Regions from separate parts of the Mus musculus genome. Here regions 1, 3, 4 and 5 are each linked to region 2. The links are chromatin contacts, called in public HiChIP or PLAC-seq and Micro-C maps. All regions are on one chromosome and are shown on one strand. The core of a region is the stretch at or near the end of the contact, and the rest is flanking DNA. Distances in the headings are between cores, read along the strand shown.

The links. A called contact is a pair of places that touch in the nucleus more often than the background predicts. HiChIP or PLAC-seq counts read pairs in DNA pulled down with a chosen protein or histone mark.
Region 1: a contact with region 2 is called in a Micro-C map of embryonic stem cells, with 7 times the contacts expected there. The contact joins the promoter of Dapk1 here to the promoter of Gas1 in region 2. A contact is called at or near these places in 8 of 39 promoter capture datasets (cranial neural crest, embryonic stem cells, frontonasal cranial neural crest and 4 more), 12 of 484 Hi-C or Micro-C datasets (Sertoli cells, cardiomyocytes, embryonic fibroblasts and 5 more), 5 of 115 datasets of contacts at active chromatin or transcription factors (astrocytes, embryonic stem cells and stem cell-derived neural progenitor cells) and 1 of 9 other capture datasets (adipose tissue).
Region 3: an H3K4me3 HiChIP or PLAC-seq map of neural progenitor cells shows a contact between it and region 2, with 26 read pairs. The contact joins the enhancer-like site here to the promoter of Gas1 in region 2. A contact is called at or near these places in 17 of 39 promoter capture datasets (the 3T3-L1 cell line, 3T3-L1-derived adipocytes, the HPC-7 cell line and 11 more), 2 of 15 datasets of contacts at CTCF or cohesin (the NIH/3T3 cell line and stem cell-derived epiblast-like cells), 38 of 484 Hi-C or Micro-C datasets (the 3T3-L1 cell line, 3T3-L1-derived adipocytes, brown adipocytes and 27 more), 22 of 115 datasets of contacts at active chromatin or transcription factors (PVALB interneurons, VIP interneurons, astrocytes and 16 more) and 3 of 9 other capture datasets (adipose tissue, embryonic stem cells and pancreatic islet).
Region 4: a contact with region 2 is called in an H3K27ac HiChIP or PLAC-seq map of microglia, with 4 times the contacts expected there. The contact joins the enhancer-like site here to the promoter of Gas1 in region 2. A contact is called at or near these places in 5 of 39 promoter capture datasets (cranial neural crest, embryonic stem cells, frontonasal cranial neural crest and 2 more), 1 of 484 Hi-C or Micro-C datasets (embryonic stem cells) and 2 of 115 datasets of contacts at active chromatin or transcription factors (microglia and stem cell-derived neural progenitor cells).
Region 5: a contact with region 2 is called in a Micro-C map of embryonic stem cells, with 6 times the contacts expected there. The contact joins the promoter of Tut7 here to the promoter of Gas1 in region 2. A contact is called at or near these places in 14 of 39 promoter capture datasets (the 3T3-L1 cell line, 3T3-L1-derived adipocytes, the SN4741 cell line and 7 more), 7 of 484 Hi-C or Micro-C datasets (the 3T3-L1 cell line, embryonic stem cells, liver and 2 more) and 8 of 115 datasets of contacts at active chromatin or transcription factors (cardiomyocytes, craniofacial prominence, embryonic forebrain and 5 more).

What each region holds. Positions count from the first base shown.
Region 1 is chr13:60,600,355-60,604,282 of GRCm38.p6, reverse strand. Dapk1 (death associated protein kinase 1) reads right to left here and starts at 2,336. Exons shown (of 26, transcript NM_029653.3): 1 at 2,173-2,336; 2 at 1,687-1,858. The coding sequence starts at 1,748.
Region 2 is chr13:60,175,249-60,178,948 of GRCm38.p6, reverse strand. It overlaps Gas1 (growth arrest specific 1), which reads left to right and starts at 1,414. Exons shown (of 1, transcript NM_008086.2): 1 at 1,414-3,700. The coding sequence starts at 2,008. The coding sequence ends at 3,162.
Region 3 is chr13:59,908,164-59,912,239 of GRCm38.p6, reverse strand. All of the region lies in intron 1 of Gm19866 (a long non-coding RNA gene), which reads left to right. Among named protein-coding and RNA genes, the nearest start is that of Gm19866, 5.7 kb to the left of the region's middle. Within about 2 kb of position 1,264, at least 24 of the 459 cell types and tissues checked have an H3K27ac peak or open chromatin away from gene starts, as enhancers often do. A contact at or near this core is called in cortical neurons, nephron progenitors, neural progenitor cells and 5 more, where this site is marked.
Region 4 is chr13:60,619,219-60,623,130 of GRCm38.p6, reverse strand. The region is part of intron 2 of Dapk1 (death associated protein kinase 1); the gene reads right to left. Among named protein-coding and RNA genes, the nearest start is that of Dapk1, 19 kb to the right of the region's middle. Within about 2 kb of position 2,655, at least 44 of the 459 cell types and tissues checked have an H3K27ac peak or open chromatin away from gene starts, as enhancers often do. A contact at or near this core is called in microglia, where this site is marked.
Region 5 is chr13:59,820,886-59,824,754 of GRCm38.p6, reverse strand. Tut7 (terminal uridylyl transferase 7) reads left to right here and starts at 1,645. Exons shown (of 27, transcript NM_001373962.1): 1 at 1,645-2,122; 2 at 2,645-3,195. The coding sequence starts at 2,676.

The sequences.
Region 1 (3,928 bases), core at 1,087-3,586, 420 kb before region 2:
AGAACACCTCTTCAAGATTCCTAGGTCGCATGAATTATTAAACAAACAACTCATCAATTAGTCTTTCATGGAGAATAGTTAGACACAGAAGCATAGACAAGAGCCAAAATCAGAGAGAAACATTAGTGACAAATGAGCGAACCGCCATCCCTGTCATTACAAGCTCGAAGTGAAGATCAAAAATCCACTTGCTAACCACAGGGACGCCCCACCCCCTCCCCTTTCTCTTAATCCATGGAAGAAGGATTTTAAGGGAAACAAAGTCGATGAATTTCATTCATAAAGCAATCAGCTCACCTAATTTTTTTCCCATCCCTTTTCGCAAGATCATTTCTAGAATGTGTTAACCTCACAGAAATGGTATCAAACCCTTTTTTCCCCACCCTTTTTTATTTTCTAAACACCCCCCACCCCCTCCACACACACATATTCATCTTGCTATAAACCATAGAAGGAGAGTGGCTGAATTCCAGTTAAATCAAGTATTTCAACCGCACACTCAACCTCAGTCTTCTCCATACCCACGAAATGTGATCTTTCAGAACCCTGCCTTTTATTTACTTACTAAGATTTAAGATAATAGTATTGTCTTCCTCTGCACAGGCTCCACCGATGCCTCCAGGCTACACTGAACTTACACACATCCTGTACAGTAACTCTTTAGACCTCTCTCTTTCCTGGGCTGTCTGGATTATTACAAAGTTTTGGTTAGATATCTTTCAAAATCCTATTAGGTAATAGGTCTTCCCCCCCACCCCCACCCCCACCCCTTTTCAGTTCCCTGCCCATGAATTAAAAAAGAAGCTTGGTATGAGGCCATGGGGTATATATGGAAAAATACAAACTTCAATACACACTCTGTGTGAGTAATTGCAAGTACGTTTGTTTATAAGCCCGTTTGCCTGCTTCTGTCACAATGCCAATACACAAATTTCACAAGACAAATTTTAAATCTAGGTATGAACACTGGGCTCTCTGCGCACACAGCAGAGATCAATACACTCGGTGGGCTAATGGATACCCAGCACTCGTCAAGGGCTCCCAGTGAAATCTTCTTTGTGCACCTAGACACTGACACACTCTGCTCAGCATCGCACCCCCCACAGCGTGTTGGTACGCTCTGAATCTAGACAGCCGCCATAAATGACACCGAAGCCACCACTAACCAAGCCGGGAATTAAATTCCTGGTTGGAAGAAGTTTCAAAATCCAAGGCCAACATCTGGCAAGTTCCACGCCTGCCTACCAATCCTGGCTGGTGTTGCACTGAAAATTAGCACAAGGGGAGAGAATTGTTTAAGTGCCCATTAATTAACTTGTACGCCGCTTAAAACACACATGGGTGGTCCCTCCAGTTGCAGTTAGAATCTTTGCGTTTGCCTCATTGTCTCAAAAGGGTGAAGGCTGACAGGAGTTAGTAGTGCACACAATGAAGTCTGTTCTTATCCAGGGATTCTGACCATACCCTGTGCACAGTAACTGCACTGTGGGTTGCCTCTCCACCCCTCAGATCAGGCAGTTTATTCATGGTCCCTGGCTTTAGCTGGTTAGGCACCGGTTCCTCTGCTATCCGCCCATCTCAGAGAAGGGCCAGTCAGGGACATGCCCGGTTTAAGCAGCATCTGTTTATCGCGCAGTGCCCCCCACCACACACACACCGCGCGCTTCCGTCACCCCTTCCTGGTACCTGCCCAGTTCCTCGCCGGTGTCGTAGTAGTCGTCCACGTTTTCCTGCCTGAACACAGTCATGATAGACTGTCACGCCTCACCAAAGCCCAGGCCACTCCGGCTCCGCGGCCCGAACCATCCCCACCGCCGCCTCGCTGCTGCGAGCCCCTCATGCACCAAGCCGCAGACCTCTGAAAGACATGGGGAGAAGAATGAGACGGTAAACTCTAAAAAATCGGGGTCCCAGGGGCTGGGTCCCGATCTCGAGGCCTCCCGCGGGCAGGGGCCACGCGCCCTTTGTTAAGTCTAGGCTGGGGGACCCCCACACCCCGCATTGCCGCGCCCCAGCCCCGTGCCTGCGGTTCCCGGGCTCCTGCCTCCGCCTCCGGACAACGTGGGGACAGCTCGGGGAAGGGACACAAAGCGCCCTGCCCCGCCACCTGTTCCCCCGCCCGGCGCCCCGGCCGCCCTCCCGCTCCTCCCACTGCCTGCGGCGGCCACTCACCCGGTCCCGCAGCTGTCGCTTCGTGCGCCCTGAGCCCCGCGGCGGGTCCAGGTCCCCGGCAGCTCCGAGCGGCCTCCGCTCCTTGCGTCGGGCGCAGCTCGGCCCCGCGGGGACGCAGCCACCACCTCCTCCGCGCCCTCCTCCTCCGCTGCGCTCGCGGCTCCTCCCGGTCCGCGCTCCCGCCCCGCCGCGCGCACCCCGCACACACCCACTCGCCCGCACCGAGCGCGCGCCCCACCTGTGACTCGGCGCCCGGCTGCCCTCTGCCGCCCGCTTCGAAGAAGCCGGAGGCTTTCGTCCTCTCAGAGTGTGAACCCAAGGATCCGTGTGGGCCAGGCGACGTGCTCCGTGCCTGGAAAACCACAAAAAAAAAAAAAAAAAAAAAAAAAAAAATAGAGCAGAAATCAATAAAGTCCTGCCCCGGAGGCGCCCACACCCCGATGGAAACGATAGCAAACAAATAGCTTATAAATGAGGTCGCTCTGTTCTTCTGTGTTGACAACAAAAACCGAGAGAGGACAGCAGGGGCCTCATCAGAGGGGGCGTCTCCCGCCGCTTGTTTTGAGCTGAGATGTCTGAGATCCAGGGAGAAAAAGGTTGAACTATCACAGGCTGTCAGTACTGTGGTTGCTCAACTGAAACACAGCGAGTCCAGCTTGAGCTGTATTAAGCTTTCAATACACACCAGACACTGTTTAAGACTGTGTTAAAAAAAAAAAAAAAAAAAAAAAAAGAACGAAAATCGCCGTATGTGTGTCTTTATATTAGCTACATGTCAAAATGATGGTGCTTTGGACCTATCGGGTTAAATAAAACTTTATTAAAATAGTTACACTCGCTTTGTTTTGTTTGCTTGTTTGTTTTACAGTCAGAACAGTAGCCATTTACCTTGCATTGGATTGCTGAGGACTGGCCAGTCTGCGCAGACACTCTGGGTCCACCCGTGAAACCATTATGTCTCTCTCCCCGTGCTCCTGACTTAATAAAGTTCCTAAAGGGGATTCTATCCTGCTGCCTAGAATCGCCAAGGTTCATCCGTGAACCTGCCAAGAGTTCATATCCACACCACTGCTCAAACTCTCCATTCAACAGATATTTTCAACCGTGGAGGCTTGGGCCTAAAAGAACAAAGAGAAGCAAAAGAATGTATCAGATCCTAATCTTAACTCCGTCTCCAGCTAGGAGTGGTAGCACACACCTGTAATTCCAGCACATGGGTGAAGAAAACAGGAAGATCAGGAGCTTAAGGCCAGCCTCAGCTGTAGGAAAAGTTGAAGGTGAGGCTGGAGTACGCATCTCCAAACAAACACAAACAGCAAAAAGGTATTCCTAACGGCCCAAGGAAAGAGTCCAGCGGGCACGATAGAAGAAGGAGATTAGAATGTGCCACTGGCCTAAGTGCTAAGATGGAGAGTCAATACAAGAAGATCTTGAGAATTGACAAATACAATAAAAATAACAACAGCAACCAAAAACAACAACAACCAAATAAATAGAAGGGTGATTTACTTGGGAAGCATGCAAATAAATACATCTGCCAAAAAAAAAGAAGAAGAAGAAAGAAAGAAAAACACGGCGTAACTTATTTTCCAAGGCCACTGAAAGGGCTGGATCTACTCAGGGGCATTAGGGCTGATCAGAAGACATTTTTCTGGTGTCACGAAGAAGTAGGATGGAATTGAGAATTATAAATTTTCATCTAATATTCATGAGCCCATCTAGCAGCTGAACCGGCTTGGAGGTCTCACTCACTGGG
Region 2 (3,700 bases), core at 165-2,664:
CTCTCTCATCCTGTGAGGTTTCAGAGACAGCTTCCTCAGCCTAGGCAGCCAGCTTTTCCCAAAAGCCAGGTTAATCCGTCAGGCCCTCACTCTCGCCCTTTCAAACTCTTTAACTCTTTGGAGAGGTGGACAGTCCACTTTCTGAACGCACTGCAGCTGGGGCTTCCTTTGCTTCAGCAGCGATTTAGCCTTAAATTTTGTGACAGACTGAGTTGATAGTCTCACCATGGAAAGGGGAGAGGAAGGAGCCAGTTTTTGACAGGCCACAGACTCGCGGTGCCTCTAGTGGCCAAAAGCTGCATTGCGCCACAGTTAAGGTCGCTTGAGAGAGTCCTGCTCTGACTGCAAAGCCCGCTCTGCTGGTGGCTTTTGCTTTAAACACAGCGAGGAACTGAAACGTGCAGTTTAAAGCACGTAGCGGGTCAATTTACCCTCGTCCTCTGTGCTGTAACTGCAGCCAGGTGGTAGCGCTCAGCATTCCCAGGGTTTTTAATGCTAAGATTTGTCATTGCCGTTCGTATTTAAAAAAAAAAATCGTGAGTAAAGAAATAGTTTCAGTTCTTTGGATTTCTTAGTTTGAAAACGATGTCCAGTGCGAGGGCCTTACCTGCCGGAAAGGGGGACTGAAAGCTGGTGGAAAGTGTCCTTCTTGTGGTGGTGGTAGAGGTCGTGGTTGTGATGGTGGCTCGGTGTGTGTGTGTGTGTGTGAGAGAGAGAGAGAGAGAGAGAGAGAGAGAGAGAGAGAGAGAGAGAGAGAGAGAGAGACAGAGAGAGAGACAGACAGAGAGAGACAGAGAGAGAGACAGACAGAGAGAGAGACAGAGAGAGACAGACAGAGACAGAGACAGAGAGAGAGAGAGAGAACCCGTGTGTGCCCGCGCGCGCAATCTGTGTCTAAGTTTTTAAAGTCTTACAATGAATTCTCAAAACTCCCTGCCTTCGCTATACCCCCCGAGGTGATCAGAACTCAGAGATGAGGAGCCTGAAAATTAAAGTGACTTTCGAACTTTCTCGGATGCAAAGATGGGGGATCAGTAAGAATTAATAAAAGTGTCCCCCCACCCAAACAAAAAGGGGGCGGAGGAAGGGAACAAAAAGGCCGGTGGCTGAGCCGGATGCAGGCAGCTGGCCCTAAGCCCTGCCCGCTGGCTCTGTGCGCGAGCTGGGGTTCGGTATCCCAGCCTCCTGAAGAGTGGGAGGAGCTGGGCCTGTGTCAGGCTCCCTAAGCCGTTCCTTTCAAGCCCTGAATGCCTGAATGTGAGCTGCCCACCGCCCTCCCCCACTCTGCAGCCCCACTCCAGCGGCTCGGAAAAAAAAAAAAAAGTTTCAACAACAACAGGCTGGACCAATAGCAGCTCGCAAAGCCGGGGAAGGGGGCCGAGCAAAGGGCGCCGGAGAGTGGAGAAAGGAGAAAGCGGGCAAGCCTGGAGCGCGCGGGGCCAGGGCTCGGCGAGCCGGAGGAGCGTTGCTAATGTTTTTGTTTGTTTGCTTTTCTATGCATGCATAATGAGGGGGCGCCGCGGCACCACACGGGGGCTCCCGGCCCACTTTTGTATTTAAAGCCTCGCGGCGAGCTAGTCCGCAGCCGGGCTCCGCGGATCCGCTCCCCAAGCTCCGGGTCTCGGAGCAGAGAAACGCTCCGAGTTTCGGGGTCCTCCCTGCGCCTGGCGCCCAGAACTTCCCGGAGCGCGGCCCAGACCGGGGTAGAGGGGGAGGGGACCAAGCGTCCTGGCCGCGGGAAGGCGGGATGCCAGAGCTGCGAAGTGCTACGCGCCGCTGAGCCGGGAACCGAGGAGCCGCCGGCCGCACGACTGTCTGCAGGCGCCTAGCACCATGCACCCCCGGCGCCGCGCGCTCCTGCAGCTTCGCCGCGTCCCCCCGGAACGGCACTGAGCGCCTCCAACCGTCTACCGGACCCGGACCTGCGTCGCCGCGCTTCTCAGGGAGCCCCGGCCGCGGTGCCGGAGCGAACACCCGCCTTTACCAGCCGCGGGGCCGCCGGCATGGATGGATGAGGACGCCCATGCCAGAAGTGCGCGGAACTCGGACAAACTTTTCCAGCGGCCCCGCGGCCGCCACCCGAGCCTCGTCTCCGCTCCGCACCGCGTCCGGCGGCCGCTGCTGCCCGCGATGCTAGCCGCGCTGCTGGGCGGCGCCGGGGCCCGCACGGGGACCTTGCCGGGCGCCTTGCTGTGCCTGATGGCGCTGCTGCAGCTGCTGTGCTCGGCACCGCGGGGCTCGGGGCTAGCGCACGGCCGCCGCCTCATCTGCTGGCAGGCGCTGCTGCAGTGTCAGGGCGAGCCCGACTGCAGCTACGCCTACAGCCAGTACGCCGAGGCTTGTGCGCCGGTGCTAGCGCAGCGCGGCGGGGCTGATGCTCCGGGGCCCGCCGGCGCCTTCCCCGCCTCGGCCGCGTCCTCGCCGCGCTGGCGCTGCCCGAGCCACTGCATCTCGGCGCTTATCCAGCTCAACCACACGCGCCGCGGGCCCGCGCTGGAGGACTGCGACTGCGCGCAGGACGAACACTGCAGGTCCACCAAGCGCGCCATCGAGCCCTGTCTGCCGCGCACCAGCAGCGTGGGCCCGGGCGCGGGAGCGGGCTCGGTCATGGGCTGCACTGAGGCCCGGCGGCGCTGCGACCGGGACAGCCGCTGCAACCTGGCGCTCAGCCGCTACCTGGCCTACTGCGGCAAGCTTTTCAACGGGCTGCGCTGCACAGACGAGTGCCGCGCGGTCATCGAGGACATGCTGGCCGTGCCCAAGGCGGCGCTGCTCAACGACTGCGTGTGCGATGGGCTGGAGCGGCCCATCTGCGAATCGGTCAAAGAGAACATGGCCCGCCTGTGCTTCGGCCCAGATGCGAGCAACGGTCCGGGCAGCAGCGGCTCGGACGGGGGCCTGGACGACTACTACGACGAAGAATATGACGACGAGCAGCGCGCTGGGGCCGCGGGCGGCGAGCAACCCCTGGACGACGACGACGGCCTTGCGCGCCCGGGCGGCGGCGCTGCTGCGGCGGGCGGCCGCGGAGACTTGCCCCACGGTCCCGGGCGCAGGAGCAGCAGCAGCGGCAGTGGAGGCCACTGGGCGAATCGAAGCGCCTGGACCCCGTTTGCCTGTTTGCTGCTGCTGTTGCTCCTGCTGCTCGGGTCACACTTGTAGCTCCTGCGCCCCTGCTGCAGGCTGCTCCAGGCCGGTATGCACGACCCAGCTGGTTCCCGAGCAGGGCACCTGTGGCTCGGAGACCGGAGATGGTCGGGAACACTGACCCACACTCTTCCTGGGTGGACAGGGCCCAGCTCGTACCGCAGCCAACATGTTCGGCCCTCTTCTGTGCGGTTTTCCAGGCTGCAGAGATAACCGGCTGATCTATACTGCCAGCTCTAATCTGCAGAATTCGGGACACCCTGCAAAAGCAAAGGAGGCCTAGACTCAGAGTGCTGAACGGTGGGGGTCTTTCAAGTTCCAATGGACTTGGAGAAGGGATGTTGAGGGAATTAGGTTTGCAAAGGGGCCGGGTTTTTATTTGTCTGTTTGTTTTGTTTTTAAACTGTTTTCCGGTGAGGGAACACATAGTACTGGTAACGACTTAAATTGCTTGTGACCACTGAGAAACACAGCAATCGTAAGTAAATAGAAAAGTTCCCCTTACCGATTCATTCCTGTGCTCTTGGTGTATCTATCCATCGGTAATGCTCAG
Region 3 (4,076 bases), core at 15-2,514, 270 kb after region 2:
GACAGAAGCTGGCTACATCTCTATCATCCCATTTTATCTCTTCTCCAAACACAGAGCCCACTTCCTTAAAAAACTGTTACCCATGGAGCTGACTCACCCCATCCCATCCAATGTCATCCCTCCTCAGCCCACTGCTGCCTCAGGAGGCCACCCCTGCAGCCCATGGTCAGTCAGAAAGTCAGAACTTCTGCCACATGTTTATGTTTGCAGCATCTGGGGCAAAGAAGAAATGTCAGCAGTGAGCATGGAAAGAGACAGGATGGGGTGTCCTGTTGAAAGGGACCTGTACTGGCTGATTTTGTGTGTCAACTCAACACACGCTAGAGTTATCACAGAGAAAGGAGCCTCCCTTGAGGAAATCCCTCCATGAGGTCCAGCTGTAAGGCATTTTCTCAACTAATTATCAAGGGTGGGAGGGCCCATTGTGGGTGGTGCCATCCCTGGGCTAGTGGCAAGCAGAGAAAGCCAGGGGAAGCAAGCCAGTAAGTAACATCCCTCCATGGCCTCTGCATCAGCTCCTGCTTTCTGACCTGCTTGAGTTCCAGTCCTGACTTCCTTTGGTGATGAAGAGCAATATGGAAGTGTGAGCTGAATAAACCCTTTCCTCCCCAACTTGCTTCTTGGTCATGATGTTTTGTGCAGGAATACAAACCCCGACTAAGACAAGACCCCAAAGAGAGAAAAGTTCATCTGATCTAGGGGTTCTCAACCTTCCTATGCTGCAACACCACCACCCCCTTTTTTTCAGAGCTGAAGACCAAACCTTGCCTTGCACTTGCTAGGCAAGTGCTCTAGCACTGAGCTAAATCTCCAACCCCTTCTGCACCCCTTTAAAACAGTTCCTCAGGTTGTACTGACCCCCAACAGTAAAATTACTTTTGCTACTACTTCATAACCATAATTTTGCTACTGTTATGAATCATAATATAAATATTTTCGGAGATAGAAGTGTGCCAAAAGGAGCCATGACTAACAGGTTAAGAACCATTGATCTGAATGCAGAGAAAACCAAGTTTGAAAGCGTCTTTTGACCCCTGGATCAAGATGTGCCTGAAACTCAACCCCAATCTACTATGAACCTTTTCAGTTAAGAATCATTAGAGTCTCCTCTTCCCTCTGGTCTGAATGAATTGGGTATTCTGTCACTCGAAACCAAGAGAAGCTGATTGATAAAACCCCTTTGTGTGTCACTGCAGAGGCCTGGTGTCTTTTTATGGTCTGCTCTGGCGAGACTCCAGGCTTAATCTCTTTCCCAGCCAGTGCCTGCCCTTGCAGCAGTCCCCTCTTCTGTCTTCCGAGTCACAATCCCCTTTCTCTACATTCTGTTCTCCACAGTACAGATGTCTAATAGCTGTCTTCGCTCAACTTCTCCTGGGGATATTTGCATGTTTTAGACTCACTACTCTGACCAGCTCTCTGGGCAGAGCCAGCAGTTCCGTAGTACGTGGGGCTGGAAGGAGATACTGGAGACAAAGTTTCACCCTGCACCTGCTCGGTAAGACTGTGGATCCAGAGCTACCCACAGGGCTTATTCTCCTAATTAATTGGAAGGTCGCATTTGTATTGTTTTGTTTGTTGTTGCTAGGGAGGGACTCTTTGAAACTCTAAGCTCCCCTCTGGCTGGATGACTCTCCAAAAATCTCTACCTTAATTTAAACAAGGCACAAAAGAGCCTTCCTGCAAATGCTTGCTTACTTAAAGCTTCAAAAGCAAAATCCCTGCCAAAATTTCAGAACTGCAAATGGTTGCACCCAGAACTGTCAGCCATCAGAAGAAATCACTCAGATATGTAGAGGGCACCATCAAAATTAATCCTTCCTGCCTCCATCTGTCTGGACAGAGACCGGGAGGCAACCTGTGGAGCTGGTGCCTGCAGGCCTGGGCCTCACACTGGGACATTCACTGTAACTCAAGGCAGTAATTTTACACATACACACTAGTCAACTGCAAGTGTGTGTGTGTGTGTGTGTGTGTGTGCCTTTGCCTTCATATAAGCAAGGTTTCCATCAATATACACAGGTCATTTCACATCAACTAAAAGGGAGTGACCATTTCATTATAATGTAAACTACAGGACAGAAGAAAATGGTAAACCTTGAATTGCTGTCCCCACAGTGCAAACCTGTTCCCTCTTGTTTATTTCACCTCAGATGAAAACAAACTCTTGTGGGGCCTCTAAACTTCAAGAAGTCACCACTGCTGGGACTTCCTGGACCGTGGCTTCCTGACATATCTTGGCATACTTTCCATTGTGGACCAGATACCCAATGGCTTCATCTAGCTCTATTTTCTACTAGGAAACATCTCCATTTCTGCTCACGGTTGCCTCCCATTTCACACTTTCTTTCTGCTTACAAGTTGCCCTAGCCCTCCTTTCTGTCACTGTAATAAAGACCATGAACCAAAGCAACTTGGGGAGGAAAGAGTCAGCTTACAACTCCCAGGTCACACTCTTGCATTGAAGGATGTCAGGGCAGGAAGTCAAAGTAGCGTTAAAGGAGAAGAGATCCTGCTTACTGACTTGCCTTCGAGATCATGTTGGCCTACTTTGCTTACACAGTTTAGGACCATCTGCCTAGGGCCGGAACTGCACACAGTGGACTGGACCCTCCTACACCAATTAGTAACCAAGAGGATGCCCCACAGACATGCCCACAGACCAATCAGATGGAAGCAATCAGTCAACTGAGGTTCCCTTTTCTCAAGTGTGACAATTTGACAGCCAAGATCAGCCATCGCACACACAGGGTCTCAGTAATCCCACATGCCATGTTTAGGAGTTTGAGAGCTGTCAGCCAACCTTATGGAACCACCTCTCATTTGCTCCCCAACCCTGTTCATGTTCTAAGCTTCCTGCCCGTACTTGACACTAAGTAGTTAATGCTGGTGAGCTTTTCTGCACATCCTCTGACATTTTCTCCACAGCGCTCAACCATACACAAGTACAGACAGGCGCACTTACTCAGATACTCAGGACAGCCATGCCTGATGTTTACACGCTATGCCAGCTGCTATCCCGAGCCTTTGCAGAGCCTCATGACGACTCTGTAAGGCGGGTATTTCTGTTGTCCCCATTTAATATATGGAGCTCGCTATAAACAGGGCTTGAAACGAGTTCTCAGAGTCACACACCAGTAAGAGCAGGAGCCATGACAACTCCAAGCTCCCTATTCTAGAAGTGGGTAAGCACAAATGTCAAACCACAGCTACTCTTTAGTCCAGAAAAGGATTATATGATGTAATCTTTGAATGAATCTTGGGAAGTCAGCCAGGGGATGTGCTGACAGGAAATCAACCAGTATTTGTTTTTTGCACCCAGTTTGTCATTCTGAGAAGAGTATGACAGACAACGTCTCTGAACAGAGAAGAGAGATTCCGAAGCACAGAACTGCAGTGTGTGACCATATATGTTTTCATACATGTTACATATGTGAAACTAGATGTCATTGGCTCCTAATCAGGCAGTGTCATCCTGGAATCAGTAAGAAGCCAGTCTTCACCATCTAGTGTTAGATGAAACTTCCCCAGTGAGTGATGAGAGATGCACTCATCTATGGACATAAAGATCAGAACTTAGATCTGGATAACTGTGTTGAGAGCTGTCAGCCAACCTTATGGAACCACCTCTCATTTGCTCCCCCACCCTGTCCATGTTCTCAGATATTCAGGACAGCCATGCCTGATGCTTACACGCTATGCCAGCTGCTATCCCAAGCCTTTAGCAGGATAACTGTGTTGTTCCCTAGGAACTAGTAACCCATGGGTTTGGGGCCCAGTTCATAGTACTAAGTATAATGACTTCTGTCTTACAGAGAAGGTTTTAAACACAATCAGAAAAGTGGTTGGTCTCTCCCATATTTGTGCCATTGTTGCCAGGCCAGTTCTTATCATAACTCACAGGGTTCACAACTGAGTAAGACCATGGATAACTTCTTCACTGATAACATACATGGCACCTTCCATCACCATGAAAGTTGACCAGTAGGAATGAAGCCTCAATATCAGTACCAGCCTGATTTATTCATGTTTTATGGCTAATGGGTGTGGTATTTTCAGCTTTTACCATCAAGTTCTAG
Region 4 (3,912 bases), core at 1,406-3,905, 440 kb before region 2:
GCCTACATGCTATGATTCTACTATTTCTAGATCTCTCTGAGAAAGGCCAGAATACCAGAACAGGCTTGCCTCGAACTCAGAAATCTGCCTGCCTCTGCCTCCAGAGTGAGTTCCAGGACAGCCAGGGCTATACAGAGAAACCCTGTCTCAAAAAAAAAAAAAAAAAAAAAAAACAAAAACAAAAAACAAAAACAAAAAACAAAACAAAACAAAACTCAGAACTGTGCAGTAGAAAGCATGAGTGCTACTATATATAAGGCACACTGGAGCTGCAGAGATGGCTCAGTGGTTAAGAACAACTGACTGTTCTTGCACAGGACCAGGGTTCAATTCCCAGGATTCTCATGGCAGTTCACGACCATCTATAACTCCAGGGGAGTTCCAGGGGATCCAATGCCCTCTATTGGCCTCCATGGGCATCAGTTACACACATGGTGAACAAACATGTATGAGGTACAATCAATCCAACAGTGATCAGTTCACAAATGAGACGGCAAAAACTGTTAGGGGAAGACCTAGAAGATTCTGTGTTAAACAGCGGTCAGCCATGGGCCAGGGAGTGACACTATTAAGAGGTGTGGCCTTGTTGGAGTGGGCTTTCTCACTGGGTATGGGCTTTAAGATACTCATCCTAGCTTCCTGGAAGCCAGTATTGAGCTAGCAGCCTTCAGATGAAGATGTAGAATTCTCAGCTCCTCCTGCAGCATGCCTGCCTGGAAGCTGCCATGCTCCCACCTTGAACCTGTAAGCCAGCCCCAATTAAATGCTATCCTTTATAAGACTTGCCTTGGTCATGGTGTCTGTTCACAGCAGTAAAACCCTAATACTAAGACATGTACATATTTGTATCTCTAGTGTATGTCACACACATTAGTTGAGTATACACATATATGCATCTATATGTGCAGCTACCTACACATGTACAAATCTCCATGAATACATGCATGCTTGCAGACGCAGGCAGGATATTCCTTACAAGGAATGCTTACAAGTATAAGGGTTTCAAGCTGCCTATTTGGGGGGAGGGACGGATTTTGACATATTTACATGAATTGTACTTGCTAAACAGGGTAATTGTGATCACAGGAAATTTGGAATTTTTTTTTTAAGATGTGGGACTTGTTATTTCAAACTCTATTCTCTCCAATCTAACTTCTCTGACTCTGTTTTCCCCATGTATAAAAGCACAAAATCAGCAGCAGCCGCAAGGGTCAGAGAGAGACCCCTAATGAGCTGCATAATTATTACCAGGATTAGCATTCTTCCCTCCTGCAACTCCCCCCCCCCCCCCAAGTTATCTACAAAAGCCTTCTCCCAGCCAACTTTCCCTCTGCCCTGGCCTTCAAGCAGCTGGGTCTTCCTGTCTTCCACAGCTTCATCATCACAGGAAGAGATGAGAAGAGTGGCAGGGGTCTGGAAAACTGCTATGTCCCCTGCTGTCCCTGTCCATCTTCCCAGATCTTCCAACAGCTCACAAGTGACACTTCCTTCCCGACTCCCTGGGAGCCTGCAAGGCTAATTCACACCTTGCCCTGCTGGCAAGACTCCCAAACCCTGAGCACCAGACTTTCCCAGCTCGCTCACAGTATCCTGCTAAGAAGCTCTTCTTCCTGAATACATCTTGGGGAGTCTCCCATGGAGCCCCATCAGTCCGCAATTACATCCTGTGCTTTCAGAACCTGCACACACCTTCCCAGAATCAATTAAAACTTACCAGGAAGAAATCAACTCAACCCTCAGATCTTCCTTTTTGACACCTCTGCTTCCAACATCATTAAAGGTAGTGTGGTTTGGCAGGACTGTGGGCCTGGCTAACGGCTGTGGGCTACAGGCTTACCACCACGTTCTCTGAAACCTGAAGGTATCCAGCTGTGCTGAAGAAAGGTGTGCCGCAGATGTGTGTGGCACATGAACATCAGAACAAGGAGCCCCCTTCCCCTTCTTCAATAAAAACAGGATTGGCCAAGTTGTAAAATTCCAAGGATTGGGAATTTAAGTGTATTATTTGAGTCATATGCTGAGAAAAGCCAATGTGTTTAGGGGATCCTAGGGAAGAATTCATCCACTGCCTGAACCAACCTCGTCAGCAGAGTGTTGAGCACTCACAAGCCAGGGCCCCCCCAGACAGTCTGAACAGGGAAGCAGGTACAAGCCTACTTTATGCTTTTGTAATTTGTTTTCAGAAACAGTTTCATTACAGTTCAGGATGGCCTGATCAGCACCAAGTACTCCATGGAACTTCCAGTGATTCCGGTCAGCACCCTTAGATTCATCCAATCTCAGGTCACACCTCGTACCATGTCATCAGGCCTGTAACAGCTGTAGAGCTATAGCTTCAGTCCAAAACTCCCTGATTATAGCAATTACTGTCTTATTTGTTACTTTCTGAAGTACTTCTCCTTGCAAGAGACTGGCTATAAATAACCTCTGACTCTGAGTATTGTTACCATCCTGACAGGAACTGAGACTTTCTAAAGAGAGAGATACTTGTATCCTCCTGGGTTATCAGACCATTGAGACAATGGATCCCAAGAATTGAAATTTTCCCCAGGAACCCTCATATGGTGAAAGGCTGAAGCCAGTTAAACCAATTGTCTCTCCTTCAATAGTATTTACAACCTGTCAGAGTACACAGAAGATTGTCATTAGGCAATGACATAGGCCAAGAGACCACAACTCAACCCACTCTGGTTTTCTGCTTAAACCTACTCAGGTCAGCCCTCAGGTCAGCCCTCCCCACAACAAGACAGACTGGTGACAGTAGAGTCACAGGATCTCTTTGTCCCTCTTCGAAAAACCATCACATCGAATGCATCTCCGTTTTCTGCTCACTGTAACTGGCATATTCAATTGGCTCACAGAGGCCTGGTGGCCCAAACTGTCATATAAGGGCTACCAGATCTCATGTTCTGGCCCCAGTGAATCCAGTAACAGTATCACGCACATATGTGTGTGCAAACACACACTTGCCCAAGAGAGTGGCGTGGGAGAGTTGGAGTCACACGGCAGTGCACACTGGCCTAGGAAGGCACTGCTTTGATGCTCAGAAATGACTTTGTGAAGACCGTGAGATATAAACTCAGTAAACCAGAAGCACAGGGGAGTTCAGGGTGTTGGCAGGACAGATACCCAGCACCTGCCCCAACAGAGAGAAGGACAACAGAGCAAGCCAGTCGTCATCCTTTCCCTGTTATCACTGGTAGACGCCCTTCCCTGGTTATCGTCCCTTCTCCACCCATCTGCCTGTTGTTCTCTTTTCCCTGCAAAGGGAATCACCCTGTTCCCTACGGGGACTTCCTGTTATGTGCAGCTGGTGTGTGTGGGGGGGGGGGGGGGGTAACAGACGGGAGAGTGGGATCAGGACAGAGACACATGATGGTATCTCTTCTCCAAAGTGGCATGAGCTGGTGGCCCCAGATCAGCAGACATGCCATCAACTCCCTGCACTGCCAGAGGGTGCCGTGTACATTTCACCACCCCAAGGTTCTGGATCACGGGGACAGAGTCATTTTCCCACAGCAGCACCCCTTCCTTTAACAGCCTTACACATTGGCCCCAGTACCTCAGGCCCTTGCCACCTCCCAAGCATCTCCAATCCACTTCTACAGAAAGAAGCCCCCCAGAGTCTTCTCAGTAGATCTGAAACAAGTGCTGGGCCCCAGGGGTCAGTCAGCAGGAAGCACACATCATCCTCCCCGCTCTCCCCCCACCTCCCCACCCCCACCCCCACCCCCTCCAGAAGCCCTCAGAATTGAGCAGGTTATCTTTAAAAGCTCCCCTGTGTGGAGCAGCTGAGGAAATAATGAGGCTGAGGTGTGGGGAGCTCCCCGTGGTTACCCCATCCCACTTGCTGGAAAGGTGGAAAGAAAGCAAAGAGTTATCTAGCTTTGACTGAAAACTGGGAAGCAGGCC
Region 5 (3,869 bases), core at 396-2,895, 350 kb after region 2:
CCGCTGGTGAAGGTTTGGATTTCAATCAGGTCTCCTTAAGGGCCAAGCTTTGCCATTGGTTTTTCCCCTAGAGTACTTTCTAATGTACCTTCGTCCTTTCTGAAGGGTGTGTGTGTGTCCTTGTGTGTGTGTGTGTCTGTGTGTGGGCATGCAGGTGCTGGTGGAGTCCACTCGTGTCAGATCCCCTAGGAGACCAGTTATAGACAGCTGTGAGCAACCACCTTGGGTGATGGGAAGTGAAATTTGCTCCTCTGTAAAAGTAGCAAATCTTCTCACCCATTCCCTCAGCCCCCTCATTCTCTTAATACGTCTACATTGCTTGGTGGTCAGAGTCTGATACATGGAACTTTTACTGTCAGTGACAGGAACTCTCAAGTTATATTCAGAACAGCTACTAGCTGTGGGACCCTAGAGAAAGATGGCTTTCTGGGAAGGCTTGTCTGGCCTCAGTGGGAGAGGATGTGCCTTATGATACCAGGGTTGGGCAATGAAGTGGGGGGGGGACACCCTCTCAGAGGTGAAAGGAGGGGTCCTGGGGAAAGGAAGGGGGAGGGGGGAACCAGGATGCAGCATTTGGAATGTAAATACTTTTTTTTTTTTCCGAGACAGGGTTTCTCTGTGTAGCCCTGGCTGTCTTGGAACTCACTCTGTAGACCAGGCTAGCCTTGAACTCAGAAATCCCCAAACCCACACAGCAAGAGGAAACTGACAAAACAAGTTGGTTGTAGAATATCAACCATTTAGCTATGTCTCTTTTGCTTTTTAAATTTCAATTGTATTCCTTTCTTCCTGAACTAGTAGGATTGAGTTAGTATTTATTTACAGTTTTAAAGACAGTTTCTTGGAATAGCAAAGGCTGTATGCATTCTTCACTTTAAGACTGTTGGCTAAAGAACCCAATGGATTTAAATTTATACTTTGTAGAGGTAGAAATGAAAACTGCCTTATTTTTTCCAGCACTTCTATTCATTAGTTGCTTGAGGCTTTCAAGGCATGTAGGACACTTTAGATAACAATGAATGTTCAATTAGAAAAAAAAAAAGCAACTCTGTGTTGTTTGCTAAGTTTTTGTTTTTTGTTTTTTTGAGACAGGGTTTCTCTGTGTAGACGTAGCTGTCCTGGAACTCACTCTGTAGACCAGGCTGGCCTCGAACTCAGAAATCTGCCTCCCTCCAAGTGGGATTAAAGGCATGTGCCACCACTCTCCGGCTGTTTGCTAGTTCTTAAAGAAAAAAAAAAGTTGAATCTCTTTCTACCCCCAGGTCGAGCTTAATCCAGAGGTTTAGGCCGCTGAACTTCCTTCAAGGTCGTTCACAAGGCCCTCACTGAAACTTGGAGCCACTCGGAATTATAAAAAGACCCAGCTTCCCGAGCAGCCACAGAGGGGCGTCGGGGGAACCCGAAAGCACTGGGCGACGGATCTCGCAGGTAGCTAGGGAGCAACCCCGGACCTCTGCGCCCGCACCCGCGGCGCGCCCCCGGCGCTGGGAGGAACCTGGGCGGCGCGCGCTTCCGGTGCGCGCTTCCGGCCAGCCGCGGAGCGCGGGGCGGGGACACCGCAGTCTTCCAATCGCGCACAATGAGACGGCGCTGAGCGCCGGAAGTGGGGCTGAAGGAAAACACGGTGAGGAGCCGGGCCCGGACAGGAAGCGGCGGGGGACCGCAGCGGCGCTGGTGAGTGCTCCGGGGCGCCGTCTCGTCGCGTCCCTCCGGGACTCGCCTCCGGGCTGGGCCCGTGGGTTCCCCCCGCCCCCAGAAGCGTATCTGCCCGGCCCCGAGGTACGTTGGCGCCGTCCTTCTCCGGCCGCCTCGGCCCGGCTGTGCGCCCGGAGCCCTCGGGTTCGAGTCCGCGTCTTCACTTTGTGTCGGGGCTCCGGCCCTGGTCCGGGGAACCCCGGAACCCTGTCAATGGCCGGGCGCTTCCTGCTTCCTATTCCCCACGGCGGCTTCGTGGCCAGTAGCGCGGAACCGCCTCCTCCTTCGCCTGGGGACTCCGCTGGTGGAAACTGAGGCACACAGGGGTGGGGCAGCCGAATGGGGAAGGAAAAGGAGTGTCATCCTGCGGAGGATTGTGGTTGGTGACGAAACTGGACTTGTCTGGGGCTGGGGACTGAGAAGTCGGGTAAGTCAGCTGGCGTTGTCCCTTGGTCGGAAGCCTGGACCCTTAGAGCGGTACCTTAGTGGGAAGTGCTGTCCCTTCGCCCAGCGGTCGCGCCGGGTTGAAAAGCGAAGCTTAGAGTGGGGGCTGATCGAAACTGAAATCTGCTCACATAGTTTCGGCTACTTTGATACCTAAAAGTAATTGCCAACTTTAAAAAAAAGAAATAGATTTGGGAGTTTTGTAACAGTGTTGACTTAGGATGTTTACTTTGAAGAGAGGTGCTTTCGTTACATAGAAGTTACTTCTTTAGTTTCTGAGACTATAGAAGTGTCTTCAGATTTAGTCTTTGTATTAAATAAGGACCAGTTTTTATGAACACTGTAACTTCTGGAATGCATTAATTATTAGGAATGTGGTAACAATTTAATTTTTAAATGGGGGAAGATAAAGGCTTCAGGGCACCCGTGTGTTACTTTGAGTATTTGGTATGATATTATTTTACAATTTTGTTTTGTTCCCCCCTCCCCCAATGCCTTCTTTCAGGTACAAAGTAAGAAAGTTGAAGTCAAAGACCATGGGAGATACAGCAAAACCTTACTTTGTGAAGCGCACTAAAGACCGTGGAATTATTGATGATGATGATTTCAGAAGGGGCCATCCCCAACAAGATTATTTAATAATGGATGATTATGCTAAAGGCCATAGCAGTAAAATGGAAAAGGGCCTTCCAAAAAAGAAGATATCACCCGGGAACTATGGGAACACCCCCAGGAAAGGACTGTATGGGGTTTCCAGCAATCCATATGCATTTAAAAACCCAATTTACAGTCAGCCTGCTTGGATGAATGATAACCACAAAGATCAAAATAAAAAATGGCTATCTGATGAACTCGCTGGTAATGCAGACAGCTGGAGAGAGTTCAAGCCCGGACCTAGGATTCCTGTCATAAGCCGCTCAAGGAAGGAATCCTTTCAGGAAAGTGACGATGCCTACAGGTGGCAGGAGGGGAGAGGCTGCAGAGCTGTGAGAAGGCTGTTTCAGAAAGACCTCAGCAGCCTAGAAGCCATGTCAGAAATGGAAGCAGGAAGTCCTGGTATGCCTCAAGTCTCTAGACTGTGTGTCTGTGCTATTTTCTTCATCCAAATAAGTGTTGTTCTTTTCAGTCATGAGCCCTTTAATGTGAGTGTGTTAGTGTTTGCAGTATAATTGCGCAGCCTCAACATATTTCATGCATTGGACCATCACAAGCTCCAAGGCAGGTGCAGTACTGTCCCCTAAAAACTAAGCAGAAAAGCCAGGCTCATTTTACTTTAGTAAACACCTTATGGGAGAGGAGGAGGGTGGCCACTTAACCTCAGAGATCATACTCTAATTTCCATAGTCGGCATTATTTTTGTGTACATGATTTTAATTTTAAAATAGGTTCAACATGCACATGACAGTATAAAACTGAAAATATTTACTGTTAAGACAGAGTATAGGCTGTGTATATTACAAAGAGGGAGGGAGGCAGGAGGGATGGAGAGAAGTAGTGACAGGGAAAGAGGAAGTTGTGGGGGAAAAAAGAAACCAAGTTTCCGTTTAACCAAACTAACTGGCACAGGACCCCGAGTAGTTGGAATACAAGCTTGACAACAAAATTTGGGAAATAGAAATTTAGAGAATCGTAATGCAGAGAAAAGCAGTGCTGTTCCCTTTCAGAAGAATCAAAATCTGCTGCTGCTTCATGTAGTCAGGGCTAGCCTTAACTAGATTCACTTGCTTGGA